Regions from separate parts of the Mus musculus genome. Here all the other regions are linked to region 1. Evidence: chromatin contacts called from public Hi-C and HiChIP or PLAC-seq data. All regions are on one chromosome and are shown on one strand. Each heading gives the region's core, a stretch centred on a gene start, on an enhancer-like site or on the middle of the called end of the contact. The rest is flanking DNA. Distances are from core to core; before and after follow the strand shown. Region 1 overlaps Arl15 (ADP-ribosylation factor-like 15). Region 2 holds the start of A430090L17Rik (RIKEN cDNA A430090L17 gene). Region 3 has its middle 70 kb from the start of Gm41072. Region 4 has its middle 24 kb from the start of Gm41072.

The links. Hi-C and Micro-C count contacts between places; a contact is called where the count stands out from the background. HiChIP or PLAC-seq counts read pairs in DNA pulled down with a chosen protein or histone mark.
Region 2: a Hi-C map of embryonic stem cells shows a contact between it and region 1, with 4 times the contacts expected there. The contact joins the promoter of A430090L17Rik here to the enhancer-like site in region 1. A contact is called at or near these places in 2 of 15 datasets of contacts at CTCF or cohesin (embryonic stem cells and stem cell-derived epiblast-like cells), 23 of 484 Hi-C or Micro-C datasets (the G1E-ER4 cell line, the HPC-7 cell line, adipose-derived mesenchymal stem cells and 14 more), 9 of 115 datasets of contacts at active chromatin or transcription factors (differentiating embryonic stem cells, embryonic stem cells, epiblast stem cells and 1 more) and 1 of 9 other capture datasets (embryonic stem cells).
Region 3: an H3K27ac HiChIP or PLAC-seq map of embryonic stem cells shows a contact between it and region 1, with 5 times the contacts expected there. The contact joins two enhancer-like sites. A contact is called at or near these places in 3 of 15 datasets of contacts at CTCF or cohesin (embryonic stem cells, pro-B cells and stem cell-derived epiblast-like cells), 24 of 484 Hi-C or Micro-C datasets (3T3-L1-derived adipocytes, B cells, CD4 T cells and 11 more), 8 of 115 datasets of contacts at active chromatin or transcription factors (embryonic stem cells and fibro-adipogenic progenitors) and 1 of 9 other capture datasets (embryonic stem cells).
Region 4: a contact with region 1 is called in an H3K27ac HiChIP or PLAC-seq map of embryonic stem cells, with 4 times the contacts expected there. The contact joins two enhancer-like sites. A contact is called at or near these places in 3 of 484 Hi-C or Micro-C datasets (muscle stem cells, neural progenitor cells and reprogramming fibroblasts), 1 of 115 datasets of contacts at active chromatin or transcription factors (embryonic stem cells) and 1 of 9 other capture datasets (embryonic stem cells).

What each region holds. Positions count from the first base shown.
Region 1 is chr13:113,878,562-113,882,690 of GRCm38.p6, reverse strand. All of the region lies in intron 1 of Arl15 (ADP-ribosylation factor-like 15), which reads right to left. Among named protein-coding and RNA genes, the nearest start is that of Arl15, 86 kb to the right of the region's middle. Within about 2 kb of position 2,135, at least 43 of the 459 cell types and tissues checked have an H3K27ac peak or open chromatin away from gene starts, as enhancers often do. A contact at or near this core is called in differentiating embryonic stem cells, embryonic stem cells and stem cell-derived epiblast-like cells, where this site is marked.
Region 2 is chr13:114,148,793-114,152,841 of GRCm38.p6, reverse strand. It overlaps A430090L17Rik (RIKEN cDNA A430090L17 gene), which reads left to right and starts at 1,250. Exons shown (of 14, transcript NR_045836.1): 1 at 1,250-1,323; 2 at 3,097-3,379. All of the region lies in intron 4 of Arl15 (ADP-ribosylation factor-like 15), which reads right to left.
Region 3 is chr13:114,276,959-114,281,011 of GRCm38.p6, reverse strand. No RefSeq gene overlaps it. Among named protein-coding and RNA genes, the nearest start is that of Gm41072, 70 kb to the right of the region's middle. Within about 2 kb of position 2,036, at least 7 of the 459 cell types and tissues checked have an H3K27ac peak or open chromatin away from gene starts, as enhancers often do. A contact at or near this core is called in embryonic stem cells and stem cell-derived epiblast-like cells, where this site is marked.
Region 4 is chr13:114,230,650-114,234,526 of GRCm38.p6, reverse strand. No RefSeq gene overlaps it. Among named protein-coding and RNA genes, the nearest start is that of Gm41072, 24 kb to the right of the region's middle. Within about 2 kb of position 2,111, at least 7 of the 459 cell types and tissues checked have an H3K27ac peak or open chromatin away from gene starts, as enhancers often do. A contact at or near this core is called in embryonic stem cells, where this site is marked.

The DNA of each region.
Region 1 (4,129 bases), core at 886-3,385:
GCACATCTATCACTAGTCCCGTAAACGTAAACTGAGAGATGGGGAACGGTTTTCCCGACAACGTCAAGTACTTAACCTATCCAAACCGCCGTTTCTACAACTAGAAAAATGAGGTTGTTAAATAAGACCCCCTCTAAGGTCCCCTAAAGCTCTAACATCCTGTGGTTCCTTTAAATATGTCATCTGATCAAATAAACAAGGCATAAAATGGACTGTCATAACTCCCTTCGAAAAACAGGAAACTCCAATGACCATTGTGGAGGAGAGAGGAGAGCCTTTAACTAAAGGTGGGGGGTGGGGGGGGGATTTTACTTAAAGAACTTCACACATTGCTAAAAGACTAGCATTCCATTCAACCCTTCCAATTTCCCGCAAAACAAAAGTGTAAGAAGGGTAGTTAACTTTTTAAAAACACTATAAATGTGTCTTGTAAAATTTATACTGTTTCTTCTTACAGCGAATTTAAAATAGTTTTCAAGTCCAAAATGGTAAGTGCTGTAGCTGGCCAAGGACTGGACACCCTACAGCACCCTCTCTACTGTCAAAACCCTGAAGAGTCTGTGGAAAGACAGGATGGCAACGCATCTTTAGCAGAGCTTGGAAGACCTCACCCAAATGATGGTCCCCTTAACAATGTACTAGTTCATCAAAACTTAGGAAAGATCACAGAGTGTCCAGAAGAAATGTGCGTCGCAGAATACAAAGTGAGTAAGTAACCTTTCGAGTTAAGTAGAACAAGGAGAAGAAAGAAACGGCAAGAGGCAAGGGGCAGCTTTGGAAGGAGAAAAAAAAAATCATTCAACAAAATGTTCCCACTATTTTTCTGGGAAATCATCTAAGTTTACAACTTAGGTAATCAGACTCTTTCCAATAAATTGGTCATAACTCATGCTAAAAAGCAAATAAAGAGAAACCCTAATATCCTGAGGAATCAATGCAGGAAAAATGTAACTTAGGACATAGAACGGGAAGTCTTGAATGGAAGCAAAGCTGAAAAGCCATTATTTCACTATTCTGGGGGGGAGGGGATGGAACATAATGCAGAGAGATTTACCTTGAACCCCAAATTACAGCATCTTTGATGCAGCTGACAAACCGTTCACAATTCAGTTCAAACCCACATAGGAGAGGCCTTTAAAAGCAGAGTTCTTGGCAGTCTACCAAAGGATGGCTGAATGGCAAGGGCCAAAAGGGAAGGAAGAACCTGGAAGCAGCAAGGAAAAGCCACAAGGGGACCAGAGAGAGCTATCAGGGAGCCCTCTAATCCCTCCTTGCACTCAGTAATAGATACCACCTCCATTACTACTGCCTGGGGAAGAATAAGACAAGACACCCTTCTCTATCTCCACTCTGACATATCAAGACGGTCTGCGTGGGTTTTCCCAAATGCCAGGTCTCAGAGAAATGAAAGAACTTGCTTTGGTGCTTGGAGCCTTCCGCCCCCACCAAGTCAGTTCCCTCCATACTCTCTGCCATGCCACGGTCTCAGAATTCTAACCCTCCCGCCCGCCCACAGCCTCCCAGCCACTCATCCACACCAAGGGACAATAATAGGAAAACGCAGTTCCAGACATGTCTCGGCATGTTCAGGATGGAGATGGCCCTCACTCCTCAAACTGCTTTGGATGAAAGAGGCGCAAAGGCTCGTCCCTGTGACCCAAGCATTAAAAAATGCGTGCTCGGTCGGTTCCGCCTGAAAGGTCCCACCCAGAGATGCCCTGTGGCATGGCATGTGCGACCCTCCCCAGCTCTGTAGCATTGATGATTGAACACCGGAGAGGGATTTGGGTCACATTTATTTATTTATTTATCTTAAGCCCCTGTGTCTCTCGCTTTCCTCGAGGAAACCTGTGACTCTCGGAAGAGCCGTGGTAGCTGTGACCCCACGCTGGAAGGAGGTAGGATCAAAGGCAGCCTGGCCAGACATGGGAAACCATTTCCACTGAGAGTGGACATACTGCCTGTCAAAAGGTTACTCCCACCGCGATGGGACAGCAGATCACATTACTAGAAGTAACAACATGAAAGGGCAAAATCTGGCCACAGTCCCCCACATACATGTTTTTCTTTCCACCAGGGGCAAATGGGAGACACCAGCCACCTCGGAGTTCCCGTCTTATCACTTGTGGGGGGATGGGAACAGGATGGGCGAGGCGGGAAGGGAGCCTTTCCCTAATCAATACAGACCCTGAGCCGCAGCCACTGTTTAATTCCTTTTATATTTTTCTTTTCATTCAGAAACAGCTCACATTCACAGAGACTTTTCTGTCTTCAACTTTTTTTTTTTTTTTTTTTAAATCCGAGCAATCGCAAGCTATATTCTGTGGAAGACAAAATAACTTTGGAGGCGTAAATCTTAATGTCAATGACAGGAAGGCTTTGGTGAACCATTACCATAAATCTGACAAACGCTAATTTGATGGGTGGCTGTATCTGCCTGCTGCACGGACAGTCTAGACAGTCTATTGAGAAATCTTAAAACACAACTGTTTGTTCCCTGTAACACCATCTGGATGTGGCAATAAGCGCCGACCCAGTGCCATTCACACATGGATCAAAGCACATGCTAATGCTATCATGAAGTCATACACATAAAAAATTCAATCTGAGAACGCAAAGCAATTTTCCTAAGTCTTCAGTGAAGAAACCCCCAGACTTAGTGAGCGAAGTGTGTGAGGGGGGGAAGGGGAGGAAGGGGAGGGTGGTGGAGGAACCGAATATTTAATGAGCCTGGCTTCCAGAGGAATGTTAGGCCACCCATTGTATTGGGAAAAGGCTCATGTCACGCTTCAGTCTTGGTACCCGTCGGGGTGCCCCTTTACAAAAATTGATCTGAGGAGGATCTTTGTCATTACCTGTTTCAGCAGAGGGGAAGAGGGCGGACTCGGGGATGCGAAATAAAAGATGGGTACAAGGTGTAAATCGAATATTATAACGTATCGGTCTGAAGTGGCGGAGACGTTCAATACCCGCAATATGAAAAATCTTTCTCATTAAACTGAATGTGGCATCAGATCAAAGAATCGTGGGCCTCCTATTGAACTCCTTTAAATATTACAAACATAAGAGCAAGTCTGGCTGTGCATAAAACAGAAATGAAGCCCCCCACGCCACACCCCCTGCTACCCCCACCCCCTGTACCCTTATCCTACAGCAGGCTGGAGAAGGACACTGCTCATGAAATCTCTGCGTGTGGGTCAAAACACGAAGAATCTTGACGTTTCCCCACATTCAATAAGGTACCAATAAATTAAAATTGGAATTGAGCAGCACTTTCATAAACACATGTCTTCTACCATTTTAAGGCACAATTTTAAAATACATCATTAAAGGGCACAGAGGCACTCTCTGACTCTCACCACCTTGCTGCTGGAAGGGAGTTCTTGCTTGATGCAAGTGTTTCACTCCACTGGGCAGTGCTACCAGTGAGCTTGATGCCTGTGCTTCCTGGCTGGCTGACATCATCTCCCATCAGAACCTAATGGGGGTAGGGTGGGGTGTCCATGACACAAAACACCTTAGCATATGTTGTTATTATTATACTTATCTCTGTCTGCTAAGAGGCAATAAATATGTCATGTCTCTATTTCATTCACTCGGCCTAAGTCATACAAATTCCCACCGGCGTATTTTATTTTATTTTATTCTATTTTATAGTGGTTATAATCGGAGTGTCTGCATTATGTATGTATGGATGTGCACAAACACACACATTCAACTAGATGAATTGTCCTAGTGTGTTATCCAGGCCACGGGCGGTGGGTTACTCAGCAAAACCAGTGAGAAATTACATGCTTTGTCTATCAGAAGACTGTGGCTTATGCAGCAAATTTCCAGCTTGCACGGTTACTAGAGATTTACCCACATAGAGGAAGCTTCAAATGGGAACTGAGGCAAATCCCTTCTGCCCCGCAAAGTGCAGACGCTTCGTGTCCTTCAAGTGTATCTGCTGGAATATGCAGAGGCAACGCGGGATCACAGCAAGAACGCACTGCCGCTTCTAAAATGTGAATTTTTAGAAGGCCAGCCCAGGGCTATGATTTTACAGCGCTGGTGATGTATCCAGTCAATCGATGAGAAAACCAAAGACTGACAGGTGTGTGTGTGTGGGGGGGGGGGTGATGTTCTG
Region 2 (4,049 bases), core at 1-2,500, 270 kb before region 1:
TCCTAAAATGAAGGAAACAGAAGCCACGAAGACAGGGTCGTCACCAGACAGAGGAACCCAGTGGCGTTAATCTGACAAATACTGCAGAGTAACTTGAGATTTTCGGCAGTGTAACCTAAGTGGGCACCTAATGGAGCCACAATCACCCAGCTGGCATTTGAAGGATTCCATAAACTTTACAATGTAAGTCTTAAAACAAAGATTCAGATCCTTAGATGCTGGCATACCTCGAGTTTCTCTGCTGCCAGAACACAGCTTTGCACCATCAGAGTTTCGAGTTCCTAACACGATGCCTGAGAGACTGTCTAATCCTAAATGCCTTCAGAATAAATTTCAATTTTGTTTTCTTATCCTAACCCGACTTCGGGTTATTACAATAACCCGGAGTTACTACAATAAAACTTACTGTCATGTTGGCTTATTATCAGCACGTTTTTATTTTTATGTTGATGATCATTTTAAAGACCAGTGTTCAAGTTTGACTAACACGAATGATGACTTTAAATCCGAGTTTCCTTTAGAATGCAAAGAAGTGCCCCCAGGATAGGGGGATCGCCATTCAAGATTGTTTTCTTATTAAGAGACAAGTTCTAAATATGAACCTAAGTCTTTTGAAACACTTTCCTGCTGCGTACATGTCACGGTCAGTTGGGAAGTGCTACAAGGAGGAGTGACATCAGAACGCAGCTGCCTGGCAACCTGTGGTCATTTAGCTATTTTCGGGATAGTCACAGAGTGGGCATTCGTCGGTAGCCATGTGTCCACCCTAGAGATAGAAAAACAAAGCCACCGAAAAGCAGCCAACCTATTTTAGCTCTGCCACCCGAGCCCGTCCTCTCTGAGGCTCGGTGGGTGATCTGCATGACCAGAGTCCATTATTCACACGTTGAATCCACCACACAGTCTTTTTATAACAGAAGGCACGGTGGTTCCGTCACTGCTAATGGTTGTAGCAGCTGTTAAACTCCCGAGACATCACACGGCACACTTTCTCAGGGCTGGGCATGACCATCACATTTCCTTCAGTAGTGAAGCCCTAAGACAGCCCTTCCTCAGCTCCAGGGATACAAGTTCGATTGTGAGGATGCAGGCTGGGTTACTTACCCTCACTCCCCTTTAATGCATTTTACTTGCAATTTCTGTGACTAAATTTTTAGAAGGCATATGCAGCTCCTAACTTGAGTCATTGATCTTTCCTTCTTTGACACCTGCAAACTTCCTTTTACTTATAGTGATAAACGTCTGCTTCCTGTTTTTGTTATGAAGGCATGCATGGAGTATGTATGTGCCCACGGGCGACCTAGTTTTCTCTTGTATACTTTGGTAAGCTCAGGTGGGGGTCGGTGGGGGGGGATGCTAGAACATGGCTTACTTTGTGTTTTACATGAAATAAATTTAGGTTCTGAGCTTGGCTATTTATAAACAGAGCTCTGACCCACATGAAAGTGTGGTTAGACATTAAAGACAGAGTCAGGGAGGAACATCGTATCATGTGGGACTGACCGTGCCGTCCACCAAACTACGTCATCTCTCATGTTGGAGAATTAAATGCCACAAGCACCCGTTGGTAATTGCGAAAGCTAAAGATGTTATATCCTATCCTCTGATGCCTAAACATCACCTGGGTGGACCTGGCCTGTTGAGAACTGTCTACCTAGCCCCTGTGGTGCCTTTCATAACTGCCTGGGGCCATTGAGTACTTCTTTCTCCTGTACGTCCCCATATCTAGGAGAACCACAGGTGTTTCCTTTGTGAAACACTAGCAGACTTTGAGTGGTTTTTCTTATGTCTGTGGATGGCTATGATGACTTGTAGTGGAGGGTCTCAAGCGTTCTACGGAACTCTGGTAATTTAGATCGTACAGGCCGGTTTCCTGAAAAATGCCACTCAGTCACCTGTCATCCCTTGTGCAAGACTGAAGAGGCTATGTAAAGGCTGCAGAGGTGCGCTGGGACAAGCCACCCATGCAAGCCTGCTGTTTGTGCTGACTGAGGAGGTTAGAACAGAGGTCTGTAAAATGTGGAGACAGAATCCCTAGCAGAAGCAGCAACAGCCTGGCCGCAGCTCTGGCTCCCAGCTGGGATTGCAGGCTATCACCCCAGGCCTGGGCTGTTTAACGATCATAAAGGGCCAGTTAGTAATATGCAGGACTTCTCACTCATCCCTGCTCTGTGACTATACTTCAACCAGAAGCAAGAAAAACAGCTGACTCCAATAGAAGGCGATAGGGTTATTCAGATCAGCTCCTTTGTTATGGGAAACGGGACTTGAGAAATAGGAGTGTATTCTTTCTCATCTCTGAAGCCCGGCATGGCAGGTCAGCTGTTAATACTGTTGACAGAATGAAGACCTCAGAACCAGAAAGCCTGGAGAATGAGCCACAGCCTGTGCCCGGTGTGGTGCTGCACACCTTTAGTCTTGTCGATCAGAAGGCAGAGGCAGGTGGATGTCTATGAGTTCAAGGCTAGCTTAGTCTACACTGAGAGTCCTGGCTCACTTATGGACTACACAGGGAGGCTTTGTCTCAAAAAACAAAACCAAACAAAACCAACCAAAAAAACCATAAAATCAAAAACTGCAGTTGTGGGACTTTGTATATAGAAGCGCAGGTTAGCTGGGAACGCAAGCGAGTTAGTGATCGTGATGGAACCCTTTGTTGTTTTCCTATAGTTTTAAACACACCAACTGATTACCACGGGTGGTTTCTTTTGCTGTTTGTCTATTTTGTTCTGATCTGGTAACAAACTCTGGGCTTATATATGCTAGGAAAGTCCCCCAGCCCTGAGCTGCACTCATCCCTTAACAATGCTTTCTGAGATAGTTAGGGATATAGGACCTTAATCTCTTTGTTCCATTTCTAAACGGTCCAGAGGACCCGTGTTGACTGCAGTTTTGTCCAGCCTTTCCCATGACTGCTAAGGAGGAAATGGGAGTTTGTTCATCTCTACTTCAGCCCCTGGCTTTCATCTCTTCATCTGTTATGACAGGAGAAAGAAACCTTTTTCAGTGATACTTGTAAATTTCCTCCTGAGTCACATGTTGGGGGCTGTTGGTACCAGGACTAGCAACAGCTGACCCCGTGTCTTCTCTTTGCAGCTCTGGGGATGAAGACGTCGAACTACTACGTTAAGTCATGAAATCAGCAACCCTTTGCAGTATTCTTATCCCCCCCCCCCCCAATCTTTAAATGCAACTAACCAGTCTTTTTCTTTTCCTTCCTAGGGTCAGCTGCTAAACTGTTACCCATTGAGAAAACACATTGTTGTCTGTGTGCTTGCTAAGGGGTTTATCTAGCTCTGCTGCCTTGATTACAGGAGCTCCTGGCTTGAATTGGTCACCCTCACCAGAGTCTGAGAGAGCTGTGCCCGTGCGCTCCTGGGTAAGTCTGGAGATAGTGGTGGGATATCATTAAGATTCTTCAGAGTGCATTATTGGCAGCCTGTTCAAAGAAAGGTTGGTCACAGAGAGCTGCACAGCTGTCCTGAGTGTACTGCTAGGAGGATCTTGAAATCCTTAGAAAGGCACTACAAAAGTCATTAAGGACATAAATAAACAACACAATCAAAAAATCGATATGCAACATTCGCAATGATGCTGCACAGAATGGACACTAACTTCTTATTGAGTGACTACTGATGTGTCCCCAATTCAGTGTTGCTAATGGGGGTACAAACAGAGAGTGGATGCTTGCTTTCTAGAGGACTGTGGGTAATGTGCTCACGATAGATACAGCATCTTAAGGAAGCTCACACTCAGTGGAGCTGCCTGACCTTGGAATGAGCACAAGGCAGACAAATGACATAAGGTTATTACCTGTGAGTAAGCCTTGCCTTTGTTATAAGTCTCCTTCCCAAGCCAGTAACCTCTGTTGTGTACAGGATGTTGTTACACGTTACAACAATAATTATATAGAAACCCAGTTCCCATTGCATAGGGAACTTAGCATGCCCCAGAATGGCCCAAGACAATGATCTCAGCTCTTTGTAGTGAGAAGTCAGAGCTGATTGGCATTACCAGATGTGCTTAATCTGCTAATCTAGAAGTAGAGC
Region 3 (4,053 bases), core at 787-3,286, 400 kb before region 1:
GCATGGAATGCTCTGAGTAAAAGATGTAAAGATGTTGGCAGTGTCTCAGAAGCAAGGCTTCCTGGGTCCCCCCCACCCCCCCTCACCACCCGTACATCACAGAAGCTACAATTCCTCTCCCCTGGGGAAGACCATTAACTATGGAAAAGCAAACCATAAAGCCTAAGAAGGCTATTCTCTATACTGCCATCTCTGAACACTGGTTTTGAGTCCCTTTGTGACATTAATTCCCCTTTGTGGCTGCATCCTATCTCTATACCTAGAGAAAAGGGACACACAGGCCAAGGGAGTCAGTCATATTGCTACTAGATTAAAATAGTTCACCACTGGAATATGAATAGATAGGCCAATCATAAAGAATGAGAAAATTCAGCAGATAATCCATCACATACAGATTGGTTGCAGGATATTTGATCACAGTGTGAACCCTGAGATTGTGTTATTTACTGGACAAACCTGTTTCTAGTTGTGGTGTGGCTCAGCCCTAACACAAACCATTAATCCAAGACCTTTTTGCTTATTGTAGGCAGGATTAAATAAAGTCAACCATAGGTCAAGAGGCAGGGCCAGCAACCCCATTTGACAGGAAGTGAACATAGGAAAGCCATAGAGAGTAAAAGGACATCAGGAGGATGGATAGAGAGGTGCACAGGAAGTAGAAGGGAGGGACATTCTCTTTGAAAGGTCTTTTGAGAGGATGTAGAGAAGGAGAGCTTTTATTCTTTGGGGACATCAGCTGAAAAAGAAAGTCATCTGTGTGCTTTCTCTGCCTCTGAGCTAGCAGGTTTTCACCATAACATCTAGCTCTCAAGTATTTATTGGTAAAATCAAACGTTTGAGATTTTGTTTAAAAACAACAGAAGTTGGTATATGATAAAGACACCATTCCCAACACTTGGAGGGAAAGGCAGCCTTTGAGTGTTACTAGGGAAATTTTGATTGCACCATGCATAAGAATAAACTGCAAACCGATCAAAGCCTTGACCGTAAGGAAAGGAGGGAGTGCTCATACGAATCATTAATGAATTTCTCTGAAGCCTGAATGAAGATAGGCTTCTTAGCTTTAATTGATTTTAAATTTATGATTCACACAGTAAAGCAAATTTGTAACTGTTACTTCATAAAATAATAATTTAAAATGTATACGCACATATACACAAAGTGACTTCGGTATTTAAAAAATACTGGAAGCTATTCAAATTTATTGACAGGCTGAAAGTTACAATTAGAAAAGAATAAGTCACAAAGTGACTGGTTAAGTTTATTGTTGCAAAATAACTAGAAGAAGCTTTGTGAGCTAACTGATGAGTTAGTATGGTATAGTAATTTCACCGTCTGTATCTGTAATCAGATATCACACTGCACACCCTAAATATGTTAGTTAAAAGCAAAACCTTAAATAAATAAATATGATGACTGAATTATGTATGGACTGTCAAAAGCCTAGGTACTACCTACCTGTTTAAAAGTGAGGAAAGCTTTTCATATTGATATGGAATAATCTCTAGGAAAAAGACAACTGCAATACAGCAGGTCTCTGGTGATACACACATAACACACACACACACAGGTACATATACACATACACATATAGATCAGTGCACATATGCCGAAGACCAGCCCCAGTCAGCCTCCCTCAACCTGCGGAAAAAATTTCGGGGTTCCATTACAGGCGGGCGTGGAGTCTGGGAGAAATGACAAACAAATATGAACACAAGGGAGTGCTGTATCTGGATGCATTTTCTCCAAGCAAAAACCAGACTTTTTATACAGAATAAATAAATAAATAAATAAATAAGAAAGCCAGGCAAATACATCCTCCAAATTAATACATCAGCCAAGTTACATTGACACAAAAAAAAGATGCATACATAACGTTTACCAGTGAGAATAGGAACAACCCTTAATTAAGATCAGCCAAACACAGCAGCCAGGTGAATGCTCTGATGCAATGCTAGTCTATTGTTAAACCCACCATCAGGGGTCCTTTAGTAAATACCTGATTATGCTAGTCCTCTGCTGCCTAGTGAAAAACCTGTACCTGGGGAATTCTACTAACCCTTTCATGAATAATACTAACCCACCTATTTCCTAGGTCATTGTGTATTCCTGTATTTGGGTGTGACTCCGCTATTGTCCTAAGTAATTACTATGTAGACTAGCCCTGAGCTTTTCTAGATCTATTCAAGTATATTGTAATGCCTAATTAGTTTTACTGTCTCTACTAGAAGTAAATTTGAAAGTTACTGAATAGGTAACATTCTTACTGAATTCCAAGCTCAGGGTCGGCTTCAAGGACTGCCTAGGACATTGGTGAAGACCAGGGAGTAAAATTCAACCTGATTAAAGTATTTGTAAAATCATTACTTGGAAGAACCTATAATACAAGAAAGCACACAGATCCATACACTAGATTAACTCGGGGACAGGGTTTGAGTATATGGGCTATGGGAATGCCAAGGTTCCAGGAGGCTAAGTTTCCATGAAACTCTTTGCCTTGTGACTGTTTCCAGGCTTTTAGGCCTACCAAGCAGACTTCACTGGAGTGGATGTAGCACACATACACGGACACATATAGATAGGTACATATGCATGTACACATATAGATAGGAACATATACACACATAGATAGGTAATATACATGTACACACATAGATAGGTACATATACATGTACACATATAGATAGGTACACATAATTCTATTTTCTGTGTAGCAGAAGGCAAAACCAGAACCCAGTGTAATTCTTGACCTCCAGGGGATGAATGGGAGCCAAGCAATGGGACGTGGAGATGAATGATGCCTCTCTATGGATAATTTTGTGTTGTTTTGACTCTTATAAGCAGGCTAACATACTGCATGTTTAAAGAAAAGTCAATCAAATATGAGAAGAAAGAAGCCCTAAAATATAAAGCAAACAGAGAAACGATCCCATGTGTACCTTAAATGAAACCAGAACCACAGTAAAGGGAAAAGCATACTCAGGTCACTTGGAACACAGCATTCAACCTTATATGCCTGGTTAGATGGGGCTGGATGACTGGAGAACATTTCAAACAAATACTTAAATTCGCTTTTCAGTATGATTTCTTTATACCATGGTATGAGAAACCAATTTGCATATACACTGTAATTGGTTTAATAAGTACACTGTTATTTTGAGATGGCCAGTTTTTTGGTTTTGGGGGGTTTTGGGGTTTTTTGGTTTTTTTTAACTGAGACAGTCTTACAAATATGGAAGAGAGAAAGTAAGTTTCATGGTATGAAATAGGAATTACATAAAAGTAACTAAACTTATTTTAAAAAATAACATACATGTGTAGATCTACTTGTACATAGACATTAGTACATTTATACACACAATAGTTTCTTAATGTTATCTATTGAAGAACAAGAAAATATACAAACAGAACAAAAACAAAACAAATAAAACAAAACAAAACACAATTTCAATCCAGTCTGCAGTGAGAATCTGGTCTGTGCTATGGTTTTGATCTCAAGTGCTCTTCCAAGGCCTTTTGTAAACGCTTGACTCTCCCATGCTGTTGAGAGATACTTGAAACCTGAAGAGAGTGAGCGAGATTCTGGTTGCTGGGTGAATGGCTGTGAAGAGAATATGGTTCTGAATCCTCATCTTCATCCCACCGCCATGATGTGACGCACGTACTTGCCTCCTCATGTGCTTCCACCACTGTGTGCTGCTACAGAGCAGGACTAAGTGATGAGGACAGAGACCCCCAGAACTGTGAGCTGAAGGAAACTTCTCTCTTATAAAGTTGATTGTCTTGAGTGTTTTACTATTGTAATGGACTAACACAGAGCAGCAGACGTAGACAACGGACGTCAAGAAGAGAGACTCAGGTCAGGAAGATGTCTTGGCAGGTAAAGATGCTTGCCACCAAGCCTGACAACTGAGTTAAGCTCTGGAGACTCACGTGGTAGAAGGAGAGAAACTAAGTCCTGAAAGTTGTACTCCTGACCTCCACATATGCACACACACACACACACACACACACAATAGAACTTCATATACACAAAATGTTGTTTCTATAACT
Region 4 (3,877 bases), core at 862-3,361, 350 kb before region 1:
CTCTTATTCCGAGCCTCAGTTCAAAACCAATGGGAAGAAACTCTCTCTAACTCAGAGAAGAGATTCAGAGGGACCAGAGTCCATACCATCACCTTCTGCAATGGTTCCTCTCCTCTTTCTGTCTCTTGTTTCCTAGTCAAGGCTAGAATGATATGCTACATACAAGGGTTCTACCCCCAGTCACACACTCAAACTTTAGCGGCAAGGCAACTTAAGGGTTGGTAAAGAGATTAGATTCTTTGTGGAAGTTAGGTAATTGCTCCCTTTGTAACCTAGGACAAGCCCATATATTTCTTAGTGTGTAAACAGATTTTAAGAACCCATTTTTGGGGGAAGAGATATCAACACACACACACACACGCACACACACACACACACACATGCACATCTAGAGATTGAGAATTATTATGTGAAGAAGAAGGTTCTATCAATGACTTTGGTGACCTCAAGCTTTGTGCTCACCTCCATGTTTGTTTTCTTGCCTCTGTCTACCCAGTCCTGGACCATAGCCAGCAAATCAACACTGAAAGGAGAGGTATGAGTTGTATGAGACTGTGCATGCTGGACAGTTTTATGTCAACTTGACACCAGGAACCTCAATTGAGAAAATGTCCCACCAGACTGGTTTATAGACAAACATGTGGGGCATTTTCTTGACTGATGATTGGGGAGTTCCCAGGATGGTAGGTGGTGCTATCCCTGGGATGTTTATATATATCACATCAAAGGAGAAGCCACACAACTCTATTGCAATCTAAAGTTATTTGTGTGTATGTGAACACACACACAAACACACACACACCATGAATTCTGATAGTGGCAGATGTCTCCTCAGAATACATAAATCACTTAGTGATATTTCAGTTGGGAAGTGTGTGTGTGCGTGTTAGGGTTGGGGTGAGACAAAGGAAACAATTTTTCATTGTAATTAGAAACAGAATAATTAGATGTTATATATATAAAGCAGGCTGAGCAAGCCATGGGGACCAAGTCAGTAAGTAGAATTCTTCCATGGCTTCTGCATACTTCAGCTCCTGCCTCCAGGTTTACTTCAGCTCCTGTCCTGACTTCTCTGATGATGGACTGTGCTGTGTATGTGTGAGATGAAATAAATCATTCCCTCTCCAAGCTGCTTATGGTCATTCCGCTTTACCACAGTTTCAGAAGCCCTACCTAAGACACTGGGTATACACTGCACAGAGCTGATGGTGGCAGAACCCCAGACGGGCCGTTGCTGGAGACAGAAAGCAGGCAGTTATAGGCAGTGATCAGAAAAAAAAAAAAAAAAAAAAGTTTCAATGATGTCTTAAGAGAAAAACAAGCCCAAAGTGTCACACCCCTAACCAGCCAAGCAGGCAGAGAGAAGCAGTACAAGGTTGCTTTTGCAAAAGAATCTTACAAAGTGAGTCAAGGTTAGCGGTCCACAGAGGTGAACCCTACTGCATGTTGATGGCATTCCTGGCAACCAAGTCAGAGACCTACACCTGTATTGATGCCTGTGGAAGCTTCTCCAGGTATTCCAGTGTATGAGGGAGAGGGTCGCATGGCTTGTCCATATTTTACGTGTTAAAGCAACTGAAGTGGCTGCAAAGTGCTTCCAATTCTCCCCATGCGCGTCTCAGGATAGTCACTCCACAAGCACCGTACACAACCTGGAGCCTTCTTGGCACGGCCACAGTGAGCTCTGGGCCAGACACAGCTGTGTCTTGGCATGACTTTGGAGCCCAAGACCAAACCAATGTCATGCCATACCAGACAGCTTCTTATTTAACTTACTTCTTCCATAGGATTTGAGAGCTTATTTGAAACAAAACTTGGGAGCCATTAAACAGAATTGTGTTCTGCTGCTGTCAAGAGACCCCATGACCAAGTCTATAAATGAAAACATGTAATTAGGGATGTCTTCAAGTTTCAGAGGGCTAGTCCATAATCGTCATGGTGGGGATAACGGTGGAAGGCAGGCAGACATGCCACTGGAGAAGTAGCTGAGAGTTCTATATTCAGATCCACAGGGAACAAGAAAAGAGAGACTCTGGGCTTGACCAGGCCTTTGAAACCCCAGCTCTCCCATCCCCAGCCCCCATGACACACTTTCTTCAGTAAGGCCACACCTCCTAATCTATATCACATAGCGCCACTCCCTGATGACTAAGCATCTGAATAGAGCCTACAGGGGCCATTCTTATACAAACCACCAGAAGAACAAAACAAGAATTCTGTAAATGTAGGGAAAAAGCAAAAAGCATAGGCAGAAAAGTCATGTCATAAAGGTCTGGCCAAAGAGGAACAAGACCATTGGAACCAGAATGCTGGCCTGAAGCTCAAATCTAAGCAAAGGCCAGAGGCTGGAAAATGGCATTACTAGGGGTTGACACGTGCACGTATGTACTTGTCCTTGGACTTGTATGAAGCAGTACGGGCCTGAACACATACTCACAGACATATATGAAGACAGAGACTCTGTTGACTTTCTTATATCACCATTCCTGGGCCTCTAAAGTTTATAAGGAGTCCACTAAAGCCTGATTCTATAAAAGTAATCCTCTGGAGACTCTGTGTGTGTGTGTGTGTGTGTGTGTGTGTGTGTACTATGTAGGTTTGCTGTGTGGGTTGTGGATCTGTCCATATGTGTGTTGTGTGTGCAGATGCGATGTGTATATATGTGGTGTGTCTGCTCATATGTGTTGTATATGAACATGTGGTGCATGTGGTATGTGGGTCTGTGTATGCACATGTGGCATGTGGAGGTATATATGCATATATGCTGTGTGTGTGTGGTATATGTGCACATATGGTATGTGTGTGGTATTTGTGGTATATGTGTACACATGTGATATGTGTGGTATTTGTGGTATATGTGTACACATGTGGTATGTGTATGCACATGTGGCATGTGAAGGTATATATGTATATATAGTGTGTGTGTCTGTGTGGTATATGTGCACATATGGTATGTGTGTATACATGTGGTATGTGTGTGGTATTTGTGGTATATGTGTACACATGTGGTATGTGTATACACATGACAAGGGTATGTGTGATGTGGTGGTAGTCCAGAGACAGATGACTCAAAATGAAGTTTTGGTGATGTGGGCATTTCTTATGAGAGTTCTTAGGTCAGTCCTCGGATTAGGTCTCTCAATCTGCTCACCACTCAAACTCCTTTTAATCACGTTTCCAGATCCAATTGAGTAAAGTATTTTGAACTTTTTTTTCTTGCCAACTAAACAAATGTATTCTTAAGTGCTTTTAAATGTTCATTCCTAATTATGAACAAATGTTTCATTTTCCAACACGCTTTTTGGAACAGTGAAAATTGCCTCATTGACTTAAACTATCCCTGAAGACTGCCCTTGCCTTGTCATAACCACATAGAAGCCATTTTGCCAGACAGTGTAAGTTGGCACACAGCTTAGGCATTAAGCACACAGTGTGCCTGTGCTGTTGGCTGATGATCTGTCGCTGCTGACACCAGGTATGTGGGCTCTGAAGACCATGCTTAGCACAAGCAGTACAGATTCTAACTTGTATCAGCATCTCCTCCCAGAGGAGGCTAGGCTCTGGCCTCCTGACTGGCCAGCTTTTCTCTTTGGTTCCCATAAGCCCTCAACTGAAACTCTTGGCTGGTATATGGTAAGATACAGAAGTCAAACATCCCAGAACAGGGACCTTTTCCAAATGTCTCTCGTACAGTTTGTTGGAAACAATATGCTGATGGGATGGGCCTGCAAGGGATGCCGAGTGCAAAACAGGTCAACTCGCAGTGCAGGCAGGGTTAGTGCCTGTGCTACAGCTGGATGTGATTGCATATCTCAGTGTAACTAAAAATAGTTGTTCTTCCTGACAACTGTGATCAAAAAAGGTGAAAGGGTGGCTG